Linked DNA regions of Sus scrofa: region 2 is linked to region 1. The links are chromatin contacts, called in public Hi-C maps. All regions are on one chromosome and are shown on one strand. The core of a region is the stretch at or near the end of the contact, and the rest is flanking DNA. Distances in the headings are between cores, read along the strand shown.

The links. Hi-C and Micro-C count contacts between places; a contact is called where the count stands out from the background.
Region 2: a Hi-C map of fetal skeletal muscle shows a contact between it and region 1, with 1.6 times the contacts expected there. The contact joins the enhancer-like site here to the promoter of CNR1 in region 1. A contact is called at or near these places in 5 of 47 Hi-C or Micro-C datasets (embryonic fibroblasts, fetal heart ventricle, fetal skeletal muscle and 2 more).

The regions. Positions count from the first base shown.
Region 1 is chr1:56,488,954-56,496,247 of Sscrofa11.1, reverse strand. It overlaps CNR1 (cannabinoid receptor 1), which reads left to right and starts at 2,973. Exons shown (of 2, transcript XM_021089914.1): 1 at 2,973-3,070.
Region 2 is chr1:57,001,244-57,008,537 of Sscrofa11.1, reverse strand. All of the region lies in intron 8 of RNGTT (mRNA-capping enzyme), which reads left to right. Among named protein-coding and RNA genes, the nearest start is that of RNGTT, 57 kb to the left of the region's middle. Within about 2 kb of position 4,082, at least 2 of the 83 cell types and tissues checked have an H3K27ac peak or open chromatin away from gene starts, as enhancers often do. A contact at or near this core is called in fetal skeletal muscle and skeletal muscle, where this site is marked.

The sequences.
Region 1 (7,294 bases), core at 1,724-4,223:
ATCATAATATCACTCTGAGAATGTCTTTAATCAGCGAGTGTTCCCGTCCTGCAGTGTGAACATCACACAGAAAATACCAAAAAAAAAAAAAAAACCAAAACCCACCAAAAACTAAAAATGAAATACAACAAAATAAAAAACCCAAACCCAACCACGTGAAGGCCAAACTCAGAACTCACAAAACTCTGAGAGAGAGTGATGTTTTGGCTTCCAGTTCCCAAACCAGGACAACATTACTCATGATTCTCAACAGATCACTCCTTTGGGGAGTACCAGCAGCAATAATAAGTTAAAAAAATAAAATAATAGAACCGTGGAGCTGCTCCTTTCAGACCAACATCTATCTCAGGGAGGCAGGACATGCTTCTCTGATGTTCTATGTCCAGTATAACTATGAACACTTTGGCAGGAATAAATTGAGATCTTTCTTTGAAGTTGAAATATGCAACCTTAACTGTGTTCTCATCCTCTACATTTCATTGAGTGAATAACCTAAATTACACAGAATGGCAGTAAACTGGCTCATCATAGCCCTGTTCTAATTTTAAAAGGATAAAGAATTAAAAAACCAAACAGCCTTGCATGTAGCAATGCAGGGTCTAGTGAAGCCCGCTAAGGGGCCCTTAGCATCTTTCCCCAGAAGGTCACGGGTTCAAATTCAACCTAGGTTTGTGATGACCAGGGACCATTCAACGTCTTAGGTTAAGTGCATGTGTGCCTTCCACATAATGTTCCCAATAAGGATGCTGACAGCTTGCATTTGTCATTCTTGCTGACTTTCTCATGAGTACAGTAGCCAGCCAATCACATGTGGAAACTAAATCATTTCCTCCAGTATAAAGGTGATCCTTGCAAAATGTGAACTCTGAGGCACGAAGGAGCATCTTTGCTTTCACAGTGTCTACAGTCTGCCCATCTTCCACCTCCAATGGAAAAGTATAGCAGCTTTTTGACTGGCAGTCTAACACCCTGATGAGCCCAGGACAGACTTTAAATTTTAAAGACGTACAAGCATGCCCACGAGAACAGCATTTTCCAAACAACATAATAACTCTCTCAATTTCAACAAAGCCTTCACTGGTGGCAATAAAATGCCAGGTCACAAGTCAAATTTTGACTCCATTACTGAGCATTATCCTTGAGCTCTAAATGGAAACTCAGTACAATCTACCAGCTGTCAGGCTCTGCCTTCCCCCCCAACCCTGAAGAGCAACAGAATAATAGGCTAAACAGTTATAGCTGCTGGAGTCACTACTTGATTAGATTCTTAATGAGTGGCTCTCTCCACAGGTCACTTCTGCCAGTCACTCAACTAACAGACTTCAAGTCCTTTTGGATCCTAAGTTTCTGCTTGGAATTTCATAGAATTCAATGAAGAGAGCCACCATCAATCAAAAGAGATTTGGGATGACTTAAAGATACTCAAGGTAATTAGATTGTTGCTCTTTTTGAAAAACCAAAAGTCAGTGCGGATGAGTTGAGATATGAGATTTCCATGGGGATCCTTCCATAGGTTATAAGTGGCTTCCACTTTTAGATTTGATGTGTCCATATAAGGGGGCACCCCCGGGATGTGTCAGTGCTGTGTGCCTGAGGGATGCTAAACAGCCCAGCCACCCCAAGAGCACAGATCACCAGGCTACAGGAAAAGGTGCCCCCATCCCATGTGAAATTCTGTTGCCTAAAAGCTTCCCAGGAGTCCAGCTTCCTAGCTTTTCCCGTCACCTGAAAGATGACCTCATCACAGCCAGAAGAAGAGCTGTCTAGGCCCTTTCTTTTAATTACTAGCAATCATCCGAACCTATACTACCAGGAAGTGGCAGAGTTTGAAGTTAATTCTTGTCAAGTCACCAGGTCACTTGGAAAAATCAGAGTCCATAAGGTCACAAGGAGGGCAAAACTTGGTGAATACTTCCTCCTGCCAAGGATGTGAGTTGAAGGTAAAATTAACAACCATGACCCCTAAAAAGAAAAAAAAAAAAAAAGAAGAAGAAGCAAATGCTTAAGGGTTCCCCAACCCCCTTTTAAATCTCTGGGTGAAGCTGCCTCTGCAGTGCAACTAGATGGAAGTCGGCTTCTTCTGACTTGAGCAGGCTCTGCCCGAAGCATCAGTTTAATGCCCAGCGCTAATCCCACATCTACCCATTGATAGATGGGTCCATCAGATCTTTGTTTATAACTTACTCCGTCTACCTAACTAGTAGAAATTGATCATTTCATCCGTGAACTCTATCTCATTTCCTTCATGGGAAAATGGGAAATACTTTTCTAACCTAAAGCAGTCTAGGGGGATTTTCAAAGACCTTAGCAGTCCTCTGAGCCTTTCTATGATTTGGCCTGCTGCTGCCAAAAGGCGCTTAACAGGCTTCCCTCCTCCAAGCTTCTGGACCCACCATCCTTGGGCTTCCTCGGCAACAATTTTTCTTCCTTCTTTGAGAGGCTCGCTTTTCCGAATTCTCACCACGTATCCAAATATGGGGCCCAGATCTGTTACCGTTAGGCTCTGGGCTTGGGGAAGAGGAGAGTGGAGGTCTGTACCAGAGCAGGTGCAGGATGAGGAATGGGGCCGAATTTGCTGGATCCCCAGCAGGGTGTCATAAAATGAACACTGAGGTGGCCACAGAAAGAAGAGCTTGGGAACCAAACCATGTGTCTTCGGCGGTTCTCTAAGGGCCAGAGTGATGTGGCTCCATCAGGTGGAAACCATGCAGTTCTCCCCTGACCCAACTCCAGAGAGATAAAGATGTCTGAATGACCAGGATCGCCGCCTCAACAATCCTGCCCGGGCCCCGGGGAGGAGGGGGAGTGCCTTTTCTGCTGAAGCAGCGGCTGGGGCTTGTTTGTAGGTCCGCAATTCACCATGATAAATGTAAAGACCAATTAAGGTTTGATCCGTGCACACGGGAGGCAGACGGTGGCTGATAGTGGAACCAATTAACGAGCATGTCCCCTAATTCCTGCCGAGGCTGCCGGGCTCACCGCGGATCCCCAGGCGCCTGCGGCTGCTGCCCCCGAGTCCCGGGCGCCCCCCGCCCGGCCTTAGAGGGGGGAGTCCTCCTCCAGCGAGAAGGTGCGAGGAGTTGGCCCCCTGGGCGGTTGGGGAGGGGGCGCGCCAGGGACGGAGGCGCAGAGCCAGCCGCCTACGGAGCCCAACTGTTTGCAGCCGGGGCCGGGCGGGTGGGGCGAGCCCGAGTGGTCCGCGCCGGGCGGGGACGGCGGGAGCTGGAGGATGCACCCGGCACGGAGCCAGGCGGTGCCCGAGGGCAGAGGACAGGTGGCCACGAGGCCGCCGCCCAGGTAGCAAACAGCTCGGGGGCTGCGCGGCGCGGTCCGCAGGCTTCTCCGGCCCCCGGGCCCGGCTCATGGCTCCCGCCGCGGGGGCGGCCCAGAGCTGGGGTAGGGTGGGCTGGAGGCCGCACCCCCCGGCCCGGCGCACCGCTGCCTTGCCCCCCTCCCCGCTCCCCCTTCCCTTCCGGCTCAGCCCTCTGGCCCAGACGTGACCCCCGCGCAAGGTATTGGCGCTGCGCGCTGCCGGGGCGCAAGAGATTAATGGACCCGAGGTCGGGGGCAGCGCAGGCACGACCCCCTTTTTGGCTCCTCCAGGGTGTGAGGGCATCCGGGATGAGAGCCAGGTCATGGCAATGGGGGCCCCCAGGACCTCAGCGGCGGCGGAAGAGGAGGAGGAGGAAGAGAAGTAGGTGAGGTGGACCAGAGAGGCTCGCCCCTCTGGCCCCGGGGCCGGCGCCGCGGCGTGTCCCCCGCGCCGGCAAAGTTTGGAGCCACAGGCGCCGCGCCGTGCCGCGCGCCGATCCCTCCCCGCGCAGTTCCCTCGGCGGGGTCTGTGCTGCCGCCGCTGCCAGGGCAGGACAAAGGCTCATTAACACGTGATGGGACCGCGCTTCATAAATGGGACCGGAGCGAGAGGGAGCCAGAGACAGAGCGCGAGCGGAGGGAGAGGCAGGGACCGAGCCAGCTGGGCGAGGCGACGGGCGCCCGGGCTGGCGAATACGGGCGGCCCCAAGCCGGGCCAGGCGGGGCGAGCGGGAGGACTCAGTGAGGAGCCCGGGAAGGGGCGAGGCTCGCGGGCGGAGGGAGCACCAGGCCCGATCCCTGTCGCGGGCGGCCGCGGGAGGCAGGGGACCGACTGACTTACTGACCGACCGACGGAGGCACACCCCGCTCCACCCCACCCTGTCTCGCCCGCACCCCCTCACCGGCACCGCCTCCCTCTCGCTACTCGCTCGGCCACCCCTTCCTTCCCCACTTCTTTTCCGCCTCCGCCCCTGCTTGGCTTCCGCGGCGCCAGTGCCTTCCCCTGCCCCGGGCGGGGCGCCTCGGCTCCCTGCAGAGCTCTCCGTAGAGTCAGAGGGACGTTTCGTTCTAGCAGAGGAGCAGCCCCTGCGCTGGGCGAGAGGTGCCCAGGGAGCTTCTCCCCCGAGGACCAGGGGATGCGAAGGGTAAGACCCGGCAGAGTTACGTTTGTAAATACTTCTTACGCCTCCCGCCCCCTCGGGTGCTGACCAGTGTGGTCCCCAAGTGTCCTTCGTGGAGTTCTTATTCCGTGTGAGCGAATTGTGCGTCGGTGTTTACTAAGCTGTATAGCCCCAGCCTGTCAACTGTGGTCTTTGCTACTTCTGGAGATTTCTACGATTTACTAGTTATTGAATGTGTGTGCACCTGGTTCTCTGTATGCACTGATGTCTGTTTGTGGAAAATGTGTAATTGTGCATGTTTGGAAAACGGGCGCTAGAGTTGATGCTTAATGCCTCTAAATCGTATCAGCAAGTAAGTCTTCCCGGAGAAACACATCGGTCTCTGCACCAGACCTAGAAACTGGCTAAAGCCAAATATTAAATGCCATATAAAGAAATGTCTGACAAATAATAAACTTTTGGGTATAGAAAAAATACAGCTACAGGAACCACTCTTTGAGGAAAAATAATAGAGCATTTAACTGATAATCTAAATTTGAATGGTGATGGAACCATTTAACAGAACTAGACATTAGGTGAAAAAAGTTGATGTTGTGTTTTAAAACACATTTCTTGCTAAGGCTCACAATCACGAATGGATCAGCTCCTGAATGAAAATGTGTTTGCTGTGACAGACGTGAGAAACTGTCATTTGGTCATTTGAAAGTTTAAAAACAACATGCATGTTTCTAATTTTAGTTTTCAGTTGAAGAGATGAGAAAAAATTTAGTCACCTATTAACCATTGTCTCCCATCCTTTTTATTTTCCTTCACATAAGTGGTATTCTTGCCTTTGTTGGTGCTTTCTTAATGTCTTAGCATCCTTGGGTATTTAATCCAGGAAGAGATTAAAAGAGATTTACTGGTTTTAAAGGTGCTGAAATATATCTTAGTAGGTCCATAACTTCTCCTTTTTATTATTGCCAAGTTAATATCTTTTGAACAACGGGGGAAATGCAGTCTCTTAGGGGAAACTCAGTGGACATTGAGTATCAGTGGGTGACCACTGCCATCAATCTATTTTGCAGAATATTGAGAAGCTCAGAGCAACCAACCTTTAAGGTTCCCCTAGGACTTTATCTGATTTAAAGTGTTGCTTTTCTAATCCTATCCTACTGACAGTTTGCAAGGGAAGATACACTGATTGATTTTTTTCTCAGTTCCTTTTTTTCCCCCGTACTCCTTGCCCCTCCCCCGCTCTCTAACTCAGTTAAGAGCAATTTTCTCAAATAAAAAGGCTACGCATAGTTTCTTAAGTGAGATAGATTATCATCTGATTATCCATACATGAACAGAATCCACGCACCTCTGGAATTTTCAACGTTGCATACTGCAGACGGTGTTGGAGGTAGCAGTAAATCACAGTTGGGCAGGAAGCTTGGACGTGGTTTTAAAAAACTAATCCATTTTAGGTTATCAAGAGAACTTATTGTAAACAGACTCTTTTTGTTCCAAAGATGTCTCCCCACTCCAGGAGAGGAGCAATCCTGGCTGAGGTATGTATTGAGTGTCTGATGGGGAGAGGTCTCATTGTGTTTCTGAGTCTCCTGGGGGGTAAAATGATGCCACAGGGGCAAATGCTCAGTTCTGACCTTTCAAAAATAAAATTACTATGCTTGCATACTCATTGTTAGGAAGGCAAATTAGATTCATGCCCCCCCTTTAATAGATAGCATCAGTATATATGCATATAAAAAGAATGTTATGCCTAGTCCCTTCAATAAGCCGTAGGTGATATTATTTAATTTGGCCTGTGAAGTTTCACCTCCTGGTGACAATCCGATCTCACGTTGGAGTAGTGCTGGGCTTTGTTTGTTATCCACTGTTTTCTGTCTTTTCCTGTTACCCTTTTCCCAGTGGACTGTGTGCCTCCCTGTCTCGCCTGTGAGATTGTTCTTCTCTAATAAGCCTAGCTGCAGGGATCAGTGTGTTCTTTTTGGCATTTCAAAATGTTAAAATAGTGAAATTGTTAAATGTTACCAAGACGAAACTGCTGCGAATGAAATTCTCCAGAAGAACCACTGTGTATTTGTGGCATGTTACAGTCCTTTTCCAAAAGAAAACTCTTTGAATCGGTTTACCTATATTCTCACGAAAGAAGCAGCCCCATTGATGTTGTTGATAAGTGTTTAGTATGCAGTGTCAGCTTATTAATTACCAAGGCAAAGCCTGAAAAACTCTTTCAAAACAATCGTGTGACATTCTTCTTTGCTTTGACTCTGAATTAAAATTAACCACCAGGAAATTTAGACAGGCTCCTGGGTTGTCTTGCATAGAAGTACGTGGAATTCGCATTGGAATACTCGGCTGTGTAAGAATAAACTATTATGAAATGGAACTTATAATAGCAGTTTATGGTTCACCACGCTTACCAAATGTTTCTTCCCAGAAAACAGTTGGCTTAATAAGGAAAGGGATTATTTCTCAAAATTAGCTCTCCAGGAATGCTGCAAAAAAAGAGTAATAAATTGAATTTGGAAATACCTAACAGCACACGATGAGTAAAACAAGATTTGGTTATAGCGTTTTGAATCTGGTTAGGAAGATGGAGCCTGTCTGTTAGTTTGCTGCCTGTTATTCCTGGGGTAATTACGTTAGCTCAGTTACATGAAGCACACTGATGAGAGCTTTTCATTCCTGCAGAAAGAGATGTCGTGTCTCTACCAGTGTAAGTCTGTCTCTCTCATTTTTGTGTTCATCCTTTTCTAATTGAGCTAACAAGTTAAGAGTTAAACCAGCCTTTGGCTTTAAATTATTTATAACTCTGCTTTGGGCTCTGAAACGACCTGGACCCAACATTGTTTGGAAAACTATGCCAGGTT
Region 2 (7,294 bases), core at 2,833-5,332, 510 kb before region 1:
GAAGCTGTTTCAGTACATTGGAATATTTTAGGCTCAGGTTTTTTTTTAAATTATTTTTTAGTGTTTAGAAAACATTTCCTAGACAGATTGAGAGAGCCACCTGATTCAGGTTTCTTTATTTGAGCTCCTTGTTTTGAGTTATGGCTCATTCAGGAAGTGTAGCTGCTGATTTCACAAAATTTTCTTGGGTTGCAACTATTCATGGAAAAATGAATTAAGGAATTATTTACTGTAGTTGTTGTCTGCCTTTGTGTAAATGTGCTTATAAGATTGAGTTTGTGGGCTCTGGAAACCTTCACAGGGAATTACCTGTCGTTTATTTTTCTTCTTTTCTGTTCAGAAGAGATGTCCTCTTCTTTTCTGCCTACAGGGAACAAATCCTTTCTGTCTTACCAGGCTTTGTGTATCAATGACCTCAACTCTTTTGGATTATGTAAAGTAGTAGTTGTAGTATAAATAATAATGATATCCATTCTTAATTAACTACTTACTATGTTCCTTGGACATAAAATAATAACAATAGCTTCCATTTTATTACCATGTCCCAGACATGGTACCCTTTGTATATTAACTCATTTAATTTTTTTTCTTTTTCAATTTTTTTATAGTGGTAAAATACACATAACAAAAATATACCATCTTACCTATTTTTAAGTATACTGTTAATGACATTTATAAGGTGTGCAAACTGGACTGCTGTTCATGTCCAGAAAGAACTCTTATCTTACAAAACTAAAACTCTATACTCATTTAATCATAATTCCTATTCCCTAATTCTCCCAGCTCCTGGTAACCACCCATTCTACTTTTGGTCGCTCTGATTTTTTTTTTTTTTTTTTTTTAACTACTCTAGGTACCTCATAGAGGTAGAATCATACAGTAGCTGTCTCTCTGTAGCTGGCTTATTTCATTTAGCATAATGTCTTCAAGGCTCATTTGTGTTGTAGCATATGTCAGAAATTCCTTCCCTTTTTAAGGCTGAATAATATTCCACTTAATGTATATACCTCATTTTGCTTACATATTTACCTTTTTCTTCTACACGTCTGTTGTGAATAATACTTCTTTGTACATGGGGGTACAAACTCATTTAATTCTTGCAACCATCTTAGTGGTTAGGAGGTGGAGAGTTTTAATGAGGAAACTGCATCTTAAGGCAGTCAAGTGATTTGTGCAAAATCACATAGCTAGGAAGAGGCTTTTTGGGATGAAAGTTTTTACCCACTGCAGTGGACTCCCAGATATCTTTCTATGTTGGTGCCTTCTCTTTTGCCAATAGATATCTTCACCCCATTTACTATCTATTGATATATAATTAATGGTATCTAATGAAATACCTTTCATACTAATGTTCATAAATGAACAACATATAGTATGTTATTTTATCTTTTAATATTTGTTGCATTTCAGCTGCAAATCAGCTCAGCCTCAAAGTAAAGCTGAAACTCCTTAAAATAGACTCTAAGTCTCCTGATTGTTCCCCATATACTTCTCTTCTACCAGAGGCAACTATCTTTGTTACATATTGGAATTATACTTTTTAGAAAACTTGGAGTGATAGAATGATTTGAATTTGACTTGCTATTTAGAGTATGAGAGATTTCATGAAAGGGAGTTTTGAGTAAGAGTTTGAAGATAATGTATTTTAGGACAAGATAGTATAGTTTTATAGATACATAGGCTTAGCAGTAGGCATGTGCAAATTTCTGAGCAGTGGAGGATGGCAATATGAAAGCAGGACAAGGAAGCTGCAGTTCTGAAGTTAAACATATATCTAGGAGTTAGACAGAATCATTTTATACTATTTGATGAGATTTTTGTTTCCAGTTGCCTGCCTACTTTTTAGCATTCTAGATGGCAAGCACAATTGAGTCTGGAACAGGAGTTTTCTTTCCAAAGCCCATAATGATAGCATCGGTACCATTGTGCTTCATGTAAATAAGGTAAGCAAGTTAAAATTTTAAATCATTGGATGGTTTGGAACAAATTTGCTTTAAGTCTTATTATACACTTGATTATTTGTATTAGTATCATTAATTCTGTGGAGTGGGAGGGAAGAATCTAGAAATTGATACTGGGCCCTGTGTCTTGCCAGATTCTTTTGTTGTGTTGATTTTTAAGCTTTCCATAAAATTAAGTCTTGCAGGTTGAAGGGGGTTTCTTGAGATAGAAACATATATGCTTTGAAAATTATTACTCTCTATTAATAGAATTAGGCATACATGGTGTTTTAGTGAGAAGACTTAAAGGGTTTTCTGAGGTTTAGTGAGAAGACTTAGAGGTAATTTTTTTTAATGGTAGATATCCCGAGGGCTTCTAGATTTATTTGTATTTACCCAAGTTGAAATAAAAGTTAGTCTTTTGACTGATGATTTTTCCATGGACAGAGTTTACCAAGTACCAAACTTAAACAAAGCTTGGATGAATGTAACACATTGGCTGTATAAACAACATATAAAATAAAGATGACTATGCCTAAGTAGAAGACATTTAAATATTGGCAAACTGTTCAAATGTTCAGTGACATGCTTTTGGCCTGCTTTTTTTTTTTCTTTTCTTTTCTTTTTTTTTTTGTCTTTTTGCCTTTTCTAGGGCCTCTCCCTCAGCATATGGAGGTTCCCAGGCTAGGGGTTGAATCGGAGCTGTAGCCGCCAGCCTACGCCAGAGCCACAGCAACTCGGGATCCAAGCCGTGTCTGCGACCTACACCACAGCTCACAGCAATGCCAGATCCTTAACCCAGTGAGCAAGGCCAGGGATCGAACCTGTGACCTCATGGTTCCTAGTCAGATCCGTTAACCACTGAGCCATGACGGGAACTCCTGGCCTGCCATTTAATATACAATTAACGCTCTAAGATCAAAGGCTGGTCAGAAAAGTTTGACCATTAAACTGATGGGGAAGTGTATGGGCTTTGCAACTTAAAATTAAATAATACATGTTGTTTGTTTAAATACTGTTGTGTTTGTAAGTGATCACATAGTAGAATGAAGCTGTGGGCTTAAGGTGAATTTAAGATTATAAAACTTTAATCACATCTGTTTCATGACTTTAAATTGATGTGATAGGAAGATTGAAAAGGATCTAACCCCTTTGAAGAAGTCTGATGTGCTTATAGGATCAATAAATCAAGATAAAAATACCTGTTGGGTTGGAATCTATTATAATGTTGAATGAAAATTTTGATAGTTTTTGATGAAGAGAACTGTGTCATCCCAGTTATGTGAAGAATATGTTAGGACTCTGTCTTCATTTCAGTGATTGTTAAGAGTGGAGATAAAAAATTTTAAAAAGGTTTGGTGGTGGTGATGTTACTGTTTGTGTGCGTATTCTCTTTAATTTGTTACTGTGAAAATAAGAGTGAACTTAATATGAGTTCTTTCTGGGAGGATGAAATAAGGTAAAGTTTCACTTCTCTTTCAAATAGTTTTTGTTTTCAAGGTTGAATTATTATTTGTGTCAGATAAATAGATTATAGCCATTATGTTTGAAAGTAAAGGCTGTGTGTAGGATTACATTGTTTTATCATCAGGTATTGGTCTTTTCGTGGAAGCAGTGCAAACAATGATGTTTAAAGTTATCTGAAGTCTTTCTTCTGAGATTTCTTAGTATATGTTGGTGGACTTTAGGTTGTATTTCCATAGAATTCTAGTCTGAATGATTGTTAGGTTCCCAAGCCTATAAAGCTTGCTTAATTCCTGAGGGGACTCTGTGACACTGATTATTTTGTCTAGGTGGATCAAAAACTTAATGACTTTAAAAAAACTTAATTTTGCTTGATACAGATGTGTCACTAGCCTTCATCAGAGCTTTCTCAGGTTCATTATTGGAACTATGTGAATGAGGTGAAAAGGAGGAAAATGTTTTTTCATTAAAATATTGTAAAATATATATAACATAAATTTCCTTTTTCTTTGAGTTTAAAGAAATGAGGGAAAAATGAGTTAAAGGGGACTTGGATATACTTTGCAAAAGAGATTACCAGAGATAAAATTTGCTGAGCGGTGAGCTAGAGAGAGAAAAAGGCAAAGTGTGCATAAGCACCCATGGCGAAGGAAGAAAGCTGGGGTTTAGCAAGTCAGCTGTTCTTGTTTCATTTTTGGAATAAGCTCTGACAGGTGTTGGTGAGAAGGGGGCAGAGTCTGACCAGCTGCTCTAATGTCAGGAAGGTTTATAATTGTATGTGGGGAAGTGACTCTAAACTGAAATTTCTTTATAAGAAATTTTAATATACCTGACTCTGTATCTATATATCTCTGCAACCTTGAGAATTAGGTTTCAGGGACTGTGTACTAATTCTATTGGGAATAGAAATGAGAGGAAATGTAGCTGGTAGAGAAACAGTAGATATTTGACAGTGCGTTCTTAGGAGGGAAATATACAAAGGGAAGGTAAACTCAGGACTTGACATTATACACTTATCTCTGTTGAAGGACAGGAAACAGATGACATATCTCTTGGCATGATGTTATTATGTAAAATGATGGTATCATGTAACTGTTGGGATTGAGGATAGGTTGGGGGACATTATGGGCGGGTTACGTCATAGGCATATGTAACATACTTGAATTCAGCTGTATATAGCGGGCAAAATGAAAAAAAAAAAAAAAAAAAAAAAGAACCAGCACATCTATTAGCATTATTACATTGACTGTCAGCAGCAGAAATCACCTTTGGCTAATTTAGGCAAAGGAATAAATTGGAAGGCTCTCAGGAGAACCAGTCTCAGAAAATGGCTAGGAATCAAGGGAAGCCAGGCAGCAAGAACCTGAGCCAAGGTCAAGCATAGGAACACTTTGAGTAGGAAGCCACTGTTGGCACTTTGCTGACAATGCCTCTGCTCTCACACTGAATCATTTTTCAGCTATTCCTGTGCTTCACTGTCACTCAAGTTAAAAGTTTTGGGAAGGAGCGTTAGGTTGTCTGACTTAGATCCCGAGCCTGTTTCCAACTTGCTAAGACAAGGAAAGAGAATATCTGGGCCTTTTGGTTTCCAGTGTAAAAGTGAAAATATCCATGTCCATATCCTGTCTGTCACTCCTCCCTAACTTAACTGAACAGGTACTCCTTCCTCTTCCATCGCGCCATAGCTCGGCAAATGCAGGCCTCCCCCTTCCTCCTGCCCAAAGTTTGGAAGTCATCCTCAGCGTCTCTTCCCTCGGCCCTGTAGCCAATCAATAGCACGTTGTCCTGTCAGTCTACCTCTCAAATGTATTGAATGTATCCACTTACCTCTGACTTATCGTTGCCACTGTAGTCCCGCTTGTACTATGGAAGCCTCGTAATTTCTCTGGTCTTCAGATTGGTTCCTACCCTTTAGGAGTATACTTTATGTGAGGGTGAACTCTTAAAAATGCAGATCAGGTTATATTGCTAGTTTGCAGAAAGGCTTTCAGTGGTCTGCTCTTTATTTACCTACTCTTTCTCAGCTCTGGTCCACTCTTTGAAACTGTAGTAGGAGACTCTGCAATCTGCATTTCTCAGACTCCCTTGCCAGCTCGCTTCCTGTTGGAATTTACTGCTGGGAGCACTGGCAGGAATTTGGAAGTCAAGGGAAGGGACTTCCTTTGTTTCTGGTTTCCTTGTCTCTCCAGCAGCCCATGACAACTCTCACTTGGTCTCCAGCTCCTTGTGACATTCCCAGGACTAGCCGTACTGCTCCCACTCATGGGTACCAGCTCTGGACGAGGTGTCCCAGGCAGATGAGTGCTGCCAGTATTTCCTCACCCATTACCCTCTGTCCTCTCCGCACTTAGAGCATCCTCCCTCTGGATCTCCTCCTCCGAAGAGATAGATACTTGAGCTGCAGGGCTCCTCTCCTTAGAGGTCCATTTGCAGTATGGTGCCACTTCCTTAGAGGTTTGAGTCCTCAGCCCCATGGACTTCCCCACCATCTTTCAGACCTCACAGTGCCCTACCTCCAAGCTCTTGGCTCCTGATAACACACCCCTTCTGTTCTGTTCCTGCAGCCCTCTGGGGGGCAGTGCTTCCCAAGTTACTCATCTCTAGATTAACTTCATCTTCCTTTGTTACCTTTTCAGCTTTCCAATATCCATGTAACCTGTTTCCTCTATTATATCTCGTGTGTTTGAATTACCCATGTGGTTTCTGTTTCTCATATCAGGGGCTTTCCACTTTTTAGAATAAAGTTAAAAATAGTTTTCATTAAACACCAAGTTCTTGATTACTTCTCTAGTCTCAAGCCATGCTATACCCCTTTTTTCTATGCTTCTGTATTCTGAATTTTTGGTTGTTTTTGCCAGATCATGTACCTTCTGTTTTTATCTCAAGGATATTGCATCTGGTAGTCTGTGTATACCAAGCCCTGGTTATCACCACACACCTGTCCTCTTTCTCTTTACCCTCCCCCCTTTAGTGGTTGCTTAGTGAACTCCTGCACAGTGCAGGTCAGAGGCAGTATACTGTAGAGGGAGGTGGCTGAGATAGGCTCTTGTCTTGGTTTTAAGGACAGCTTTTCTATTTTGCCAGCTTTTGACCTTGGGCAGGTTACTTAACTTACTGAGGTTTCAGTTTCCTCGTCTGGAACATGGGGATAGTGTTTTTCCCTGCGTGGTAAGGTTGTGGTAAGGCTTAATTGAGTTAATGTAAAGAGCTTTGAATGCTTCTTGGTGCATGGTCATTGCTCACTAAGTGCTCATAGCCTGCTGTTATTATCAGTCGTATGAGAATTCCTCTGGAATGCCTTTCCTGATGTCCAAGCTCTGACAGATTCTGTGTTTTATGTGCTCCTGTGACGTCTTGTACTTTTTCAGTATTTATTATGTTGGGATTATTTGTTTAACATCTTCTTTTCTTGGTATGAGTATAAATTATATGAGGTTAGATGAAGAACCTGTGCTGTTTACTGTAATTTCTAGCATCTGTGCCCAATACCTGGTTGACTCTTCAGTAAATATTAAAAAAATTAATTGATTAATCATTTAAAAAGAAAAACCATAGTGAATTTTATAGGAAGTGGTACAAATGGATAGAGATGGTGGTGAAATGAATCAATTTAAATTATCAACTTTTCTGTTTTTATTGCCCACGGAAAAGCTCTAGCATGAATGCTTTATAATAGGAGAGGAGAAATACCTGCTAATTTTGAAGGTGTGGTATGACCAACGAAGTTGATTATCTCATTTTATTGCCAAAGGGAAAATGTTTTTCAGACTCTGATGAGACTGTATTTCTATTTTTTTTTAATATAGCTTTAATCCCCCCCCACTTATAAAAGCCATTTGTGCTTATTTCTAAAATTTCTTAAAGTACAAGAAAGTATAATGAGGAAAGCA